Linked DNA regions of Oryctolagus cuniculus: region 2 is linked to region 1. Evidence: chromatin contacts called from public Hi-C data. All regions are on one chromosome and are shown on one strand. Each heading gives the region's core, a stretch centred on a gene start, on an enhancer-like site or on the middle of the called end of the contact. The rest is flanking DNA. Distances are from core to core; before and after follow the strand shown.

The links. Hi-C and Micro-C count contacts between places; a contact is called where the count stands out from the background.
Region 2: a Hi-C map of psoas muscle shows a contact between it and region 1, with 4 times the contacts expected there. The contact joins the enhancer-like site here to the promoter of ZNF862 in region 1. A contact is called at or near these places in 2 of 6 Hi-C or Micro-C datasets (ear pinna and psoas muscle).

What each region holds. Positions count from the first base shown.
Region 1 is chr7:23,745,915-23,749,595 of mOryCun1.1, reverse strand. ZNF862 (zinc finger protein 862) reads left to right here and starts at 1,686. Exons shown (of 9, transcript XR_515406.4): 1 at 1,686-1,929.
Region 2 is chr7:23,779,612-23,783,292 of mOryCun1.1, reverse strand. SSPOP (SCO-spondin) reads left to right here. Exons shown (of 102, transcript XM_070076852.1): 54 at 569-742; 55 at 1,048-1,212; 56 at 1,759-2,032; 57 at 3,086-3,132; 58 at 3,295-3,465. Among named protein-coding and RNA genes, the nearest start is that of SSPOP, 27 kb to the left of the region's middle. Within about 2 kb of position 1,897, at least 2 of the 8 cell types and tissues checked have an H3K27ac peak or open chromatin away from gene starts, as enhancers often do.

The sequences.
Region 1 (3,681 bases), core at 437-2,936:
AAGTGCACAAAACATAAGCATACCATTTCGGGAATAATTGTAAAACAATCATCCAGGTAACCACCATCAGGCTTAGGAGTAGAACACCTCTCAACCCAGAAGCTTCCCATATGTCTCTTCCTAACAATACCCTAAAGTTAATTTTATCGAGTCCTTCATAGTAATCACTTCCTCATTTTCTATAGCTTTTACATCTATGTGTGCAGTCAGCCCCCTATATTCATGGGTGGAATCCATAAATTTCAACTAATTGCAGATCAAAAATATTTGAAAAAAAAAAAGTCCCAAAGGCAAAACTTGAATTTGCTGCATGCCAACTACTACACTGAATCCACATGAATGAAGTGAGGTGTATACATTGATGATAAATAATCCAGAGATTCTTTGAAGAGTACAGGAGGATTGCAGATATTCTGCCATTCTACATAAAGGACCTCAGAATTTAATTTCTGAGAGTGTTCCTGGAGCCACGCTTCACCAAATCTAGAGGTATGGCTATATCTTTTTTTTTTTTTTTTTCATTTTTATTTGACAGGTAGAGTTATAGACAGTGAGAGAGAGACAGAGAGAAAGGTCTTCCTTCCGTTGGCTGGTGCTGCTCCTATCCGAAGCCAGGAGCCGGGTGCTTCCTCCTGGTCTCCCATGCGGGTGCAGGGCCCAAGGACCTGGGCCATCCTCCACTGTACTCCAGGGCCACAGCAGAGAGCTGGACTGGAAGAGGAGCGGCCAGGACAGAATCCAGCGCCCCGATTAGGACTAGAACCTGGTGTGCCGGCGCCACAGGCCGAAGAATAGCCAAGTGAGCCAGGGCGCTGGCCAAGGTATGGTTATATCTACTGGGAGAGCCAGAGGGAGTGATAAACAAGACTGCATGTATCTGGTCTGTGTGATAGTTACATGGTAAGACTGCTATGTAAGATACATTGAGTTACACACTTACTCTTGGTTATTTGTGCTATTATTATAGATGTTACATATATGCACAATACAAATTAAGTGTATTGTCACAACTATTTTATATAATTTTTGTCTTTTAAAGAAGATGAGAGAAGAGAACAAGTGTATTTATGGAGTTTGATCTATAACAAAATACCTGAGATAATAAAGATTTTGGACTAGCAACCCATATCCTCTCACCATCTCTCTCTCTCTAAGGTGACAAAATGTGTTTTAATTGTGTCTGGTGCTTACCGCTTTAATTGCATTCATGTCTTTATTTTGCAATTATCTGTTTCTAGCTGTTTCCTCAATAGACTGTAAGTTCCTGGAAGGCAAAGGCTTTGTTTCATTCTACTGTGTACCCTGAAACCTAGCACAGTAGCTGGTACGGGGTAGGCAATCAGTCATGCTTTTTGACCGAATGCAAGAGAAAGTATTGCCCTCTTTGATTAAGCAAAACCTGGCACCTTCAAGGTTGACATTGGCCCCAGGAATGTTAAGGGGGCAGAATCTCAGCCCAGTCAGCTTTGTCCTTTGTGGAGGGTCTAGAGTGTGCCTGAGGGAACGCTGCCTAGTAACCATTTCCACAGGGAGGAGGGAAGGGCAGGAAGTGATCTATTCGGCGTCCAATCAGCACCCCGCATGCCAGGAGCCAACAGCAACTTGGCGAGCCACTTGCAGAGGCCGGACTACGCTTCCCGTGATGCCCCGCTGCCTCGAGCCCGCCGGCTGCCGTAAAGCTGTTCGCTTGCCACGACGCTGGTCCCAACTCAGCAATTCTTCCCCGCTCCGCGAGCGCCACCTCCCCCCGACGTGGGAGAGCGAAGTTCCCGCCCGGGCTGCGCTGGCTCCGGGTGTCCCGGTCCTCAAAGCGGTCTCCGCGGCTGCCTCCTCTAGCCCGGCTGTGGGGGGAGGGGGCGGCCAGGAGGCAGTGGCGGGGTCAGCACGGGCCAGGAAAGCGGGGCCATGGAGCGCAGGGAGTCGGGGAAGGTAGGATTGGAAGGGCCCCGAGGTCGCCCACTCCCCTTTCGTGGATCCCTTCTCTGGGCTGTGGCGGGGCGGGAGCGGGACAGCGGAATCCCCACAGATGAGCCAGGCTTGCAGGGAAGGACTCGCCCGCCCGCTCGCTTTGTTCCCGCTGCACTTTGGCGGCCGCCTGGTGCAGCGGGAGCAGATGCACCCGCCCCGGGTCTCGCGCATCCTCTCGGCTCCTCTCCTCGGCGGCCAACCCTGAAGCCCTCTTCGCAGAGCGGAGGCTTTGTGAAGCGGGGCTGGGCGACCCGCTAAGCGTGATGATGGGGAAGTGCCTTTCATTTCCATTCACTACGGTGGCAGTTTGAGGAGGCCCAGCTAGTTGGAAGGCCTTGAGGCTGGATTGGACGTCCGTGTGAGCCAAAAAGGGTGGGAATGGAGAGGCGGGGTGAGGGGCTTGGCCCGGCCTAGATCCTCCGTCCCAAAAAGGGCTGAAAAGAAAGAGGGCATCTGGCGTAGTTCTGGCTCTTTCGTGTGCCTAGGTTGTCTAATTCGTGGAGTAAAACAGCCTTGCCTTAAAGCGTACGCTCCATAAATTTGCTTCAGGCGTCGGGCCAGATGCCTATGGGTTGGAAGAAAAGGTGGGAAGCCAGTTGAGAGTTCGGTGGGTTTGAAGGGTTGCCAGAGCTCCAGGCAGTGTCAGCAAAAGCCAGCGGGGTTGTGTGCACGATGACTTGGCGACGTGGCAGCCTCTCTGGGACGGATCTTTTTAGAAGTTCTTTGCTGACAGTTCTTAAGGGTTGTTTGTTTTTTGACACAGAGGTAATTCTCTTAACAATTGTCTTCGGTTGCTTATTGAATAAACATTTGTGCTTGGTGATTTGCATTGATTGATGCTGGAAGAACAAGGATAAACAGGAAATGACCGCTTTTCTCAAGGAGCATTTCTGGGATGGGGGGGGGGGGTCCCATACACAAAAGATAAGGATAAGGAATTTATTTTGATGCTGTAGTTTCTCTTCTCCTGGGAAGCACTCTTAATTATAAATGAAGTTACTCATTGCGTCTGTGTCTCTTTCACTCTCGCCTCCACAAGCTACAGTGATGCATTTTCCAGACACTACAGCCCACAGAATACGTGGTCTGTAATGATAAAGCTCAACAGTAGAAAGAAAGATCGGAGATGAATTATGTGCCTGCTTTATGTTAAGCACTGTGGGGCGTACAAAGCTATAAAAGAAATAACACTTACCGCTGGGTAAAATCCCTGGATTACTTTAGTTTAGATTGAATTTGAATTTGGGTAAAGAAGATAAAAATGTAAGAGGAAGAATGGTTATAGCAAATTGTTATCCAGAGTGGCATTGGTGCTTTATGGTTGATTTCTAGGATATTTTGTTCAGTAGTAGGCTTTCTTAGCTTTTCATGAGAGGAGAGAGAAATGCAAATATTTCGGAGGCAGAGGACAAATGTGATGTCCTATTCAAGTCCAGCCACTATTTCAAAATCCTGACAACTAGAAATTTCACTCTCGATTATAATGATTGCAAGGGGTCTCAGAAACATCCCCTTCCCGAGCACATCTGTTTTCTAATCTGGGAAGTAAGGATGCTATCCAAAGATGAAATAAGTGATTGCAAAACCGCTGTGTAAGCTGTATTGCGAATCAGCGAGTAATCATTTTTTAGCTCAAAGCTGGAAGACAGAACCCTCTTGAAGTAGTGGCTTGGTCTGTTGCTAGAACTTCCTTGGATACTATTTTGTGCTATT
Region 2 (3,681 bases), core at 648-3,147, 33 kb before region 1:
AAGCCTCACAGGCTGAGAAGCAGCCCCTAAACTGGTGTTGGGGGACAGGGCTCTGACACGTAAGGGGCAGATGGCTTGCCTGGTGGAGCCAGTGGCCGCAGGGCCGGCGAGTGGTGTGGCCGCCTGGGCTGGTTGTGTGTGTCGCACAACAGAAGGTACCAGATGGCTCCCTGCTTCCCACGTCCCCGGTGGTGTCCTGAGGTCTCCACTGAGCAGGCAGAGCCTGCAAATTCAAGGCAGGGAGAGTTAAACAGAGAGGGGGAGGAACCTGAGAAGGAGGGTGGGTGGGGCAAGCTCTTCAGGAGAGGAGGGGCTGATGGAGACTGGCGGCCAGTGCACTGACAGGTGTCCACAGGAAATGTGAGGATGGGTGGGCCCATGGCCAGCTGCCAGCTGGACCCATGGGTGGAGGTGTTGGGGGGGTGGAACTGGGGCCACTTGCAGTGGGAGGCTCTGCTTCTGGCTCCTGAGCCTTAGAAGTGGGACTGGAGAGTGTGGGGTCCCCGTGAGCTGAGGGGCTGAGCATCCATCCTGTATCCTCTTGCCCCTGTCCTGTATGCTCCTCCAGAGGCACCGGGCTGGACGGCCTGGACGCCCTGGACCACCTGCTCTCAAAGTTGCCTTGTCCCTGGAGGGGGCCCAGGCTGGCGCCGCCGTGCCCGGCTGTGCCCCGGCTCTGGAGCCATACCCTGCCCTGGAGAGTCCACCCAGGAGGAGCCCTGCAGCCCCCCTGTGTGCCCAGGTAAACCCCTCCCATCCCTGGAGTGACCTACATGCTGGGATGCAATGAGGAGCCAGGAAGAAGGACGCCTTGAGCAGCTTCTGGACTCCTAGGGAGGGGAGGCCACAGAGGGGGCAGAGCAGGCCACTGTCCTGCGGCCTCTGCCCCAGGAAGCAGGTGTGGGATTAGCAGTGTGGGCCTGGGACTGTCCTGGGGCCAGGGGCCGGGGGTGGATCCTGGTGGGGGCTGCCCACCCCATAGCTCTGAACCTTCCTGCACGCCTTACCTGCTGTTACTGTGACCACGGACTCCATTCCTCCTGGCAGTGCCGGCCGGCTGGGGTCTGTGGACTCCCTGGTCAGCTTGTTCAGCCCCCTGTGATGGAGGTTTCCAGACACGGGGACGGAACTGCTCTGGCTCAGCTCCTGGGGACACAGCCTGCCAGGGGCCCCACAGTCAGACCAGGGATTGCAACACACAGCCCTGCACAGGTACCAGACTCCCGCCCCATTCTCCACCTGCTCCTGGGGACCTCAACCTTTCCCCCACACACACCTGGGCACATGGCTGACCTCTGCCTTCAGGACAGGCCATGGCTCAAGCTGAGAGAGACTTGTGAGGTCTCCTGTGTCTCCTTCAGAGCCCTACATACACACACACGACTGGGGACCAGGCCCCGGCCGTGGCAGACACCTCACCTCTCCAGGGAGCAGCCTCCGTCCCACACCTGGGACCCAGAGGGCTGGCTCCTTCCCGCCTTTGAGCAGAGCCCACTCGTGGCCAGAATCACAATGCACAAAGCAGTCCTGGCAAGGCCTGGTCCCCTACCCACTCTTCCTAGCCCAGAGAAGGGGTGTCCTCCAGTTATGCCCTCACGCGTGCCTCTGCGGGTGCCATTCCAGACACTGGAGCAAGCCTGCAGTGGGACCTGGAGGGGCTTCCTCCACCTCGGTCCTGGGCAGCAGGCCCCTGGTAGCCAGCTGCCTGCAGGCTTGCTGCCCCTCGCTCTCCCTTCTCTTCCTCCCACCCCTGCCCAGATCTGCTGATCTCCCATCCAGCCCAGTGCCCAGGGGACATGGTGTTCCGCTCGGAGGAGCAGTGTCAGCAAGAGGGCGGCCCATGCACTCGGCTGTGCCTGGCACAGAGCCCCGGGGTGGAGTGCATGGGATCCTGTGTCCCTGGCTGCGCCTGCCCCCCTGGCCTCTTCTTGCACAATGCTAGCTGCCTGCCTCGCGGCCAGTGCCCCTGCCAGCTGCACGGGCAGCTCTACACACCGGGAGCAGTGGCCCGCCTGGACCCCTGCAACAACTGGTACGTCCCCAGTGCTCGGGCTAGCGGGTGGGGGAGGGGCTGCATGGCCCTGGAGGTGGGCAGGTGTGATGGCCTCTCTCTCACATACATCACACACACACACACACACACATACACATCACACCCCTGTCCCCTAAGCACATCAGCAGTCCTAGGTGCCATGCACGGGCCCTGGGAATGCTGAAGGAATGAGACACGACCGCCTCAGTGACTTGTGGGAGATGGTCTCAGGGAGCTGGAGTGACATGATGGAACTAGAGACTTGGGGGAGGGGCTTCTAGCTTCGCCCAGTTTCCTCTGCTTCTTTCCTGAATATCATGGCCTGCCTGGGCTGAGCTGGATTTCAACTCACAGAGGTTGCTCAAAGCTGATGCCAGGATCTTCCAGCAGAGGGTGCTCTAACCCTCTGCCCTCATTTTCTTCCTTTTTGTTTCATTTTGTTGTCTTAATTTTTCATTTTCTTCTTCCCTTTTTCTTTCTATCCCCTGGCTACTTCCTCAATTTCCTCCTTTATATTAATATTCTCTCTCTCTCTCTCCCTCTTTCTCTCTCTCTCTCTCTCTCTCTCTCTCCTCCCTCTTTCTTAGGTTCTTTATCTGGAACCTCCTGTATCTGTCAAACAAGCTTTAGAGCAAGTGTTGGAGAACACTTACTGGGAAGGAAGGCATCCCGTTCTCCCTCCTAGGAGAATGCTAGCGCCTTCTAAGTCGCTGCCCCTGGTCCTGTCACTCCAGGTCGTTTCCACGTGGTGTGTTTAGTGGTTTCAAGTGGAATAAAAAGCATAGAGAGGTGACTCCTGATAAAACCAGGGACTGAAGGATCCAGTCAGTGGTACTCCGGGGTGGGGGTGTGGGTCTCCTGGTGAACTCTGCATGGGACACAGGGCAACTTGTCTCACTCCCCAGATCTGGGCTTTCCATTCTGTGCAGCGGCCTGCCCTGCCCCCAGCCCCCAGCTGTTTCCCCCTGGGGACAGATACACAGGGGTCTAAGGGCAGAGATGTCTGTGGCCAGGGTGGGCCGGGTTGGGCCTCACTGGCCACTCTCTCTGCAGTACCTGTATCTCTGGCAAGATGATATGCACCTCGGAGCTCTGCCCAGGTACCTCCTCAGTGGTGGGTCCTCAGGGGTCGTCGGGGATTTGGGTCCCTTCCAAGATGAAACGTGGGGAGTGTTGGTGGTGCCCCAGGGACATCAGGGTCCTGTGGGCTTGGCCTGGATTCACACACTGCCCTCCACCCCTCCACACACACACCCTGGCAGTGGACTGTGGCTGGAGTCCCTGGACCCCATGGAGTCTCTGTAGCCGCAGCTGCAACGTGGGCATTCGGCGCCGCTTCCGGGCGGGCACTGCACCCCCAGCAGCCTTTGGAGGTGCTGAGTGCCAGGGCCCCAACATGGAGGCTGAATTCTGTAGCCTGCAGCCATGCCGAGGTGAGAGCAGGGACCCAGGTCCTGAGACCTCCCCCTGAAAGACCCTTTCAGAGAGAACCCAGGAATGCTCCCATCGTCCACACCCCAGCACCCCAATGTGCATGGGACTTCCCTAGGAGACATCACTGAAAGACAGTCCCCAGAGAGCCCTGGGCATCCATTCCCCATAGATCCTCCCTAGAGGACCCCCAAATCCTTGCCTGAGCCCAGACCAGT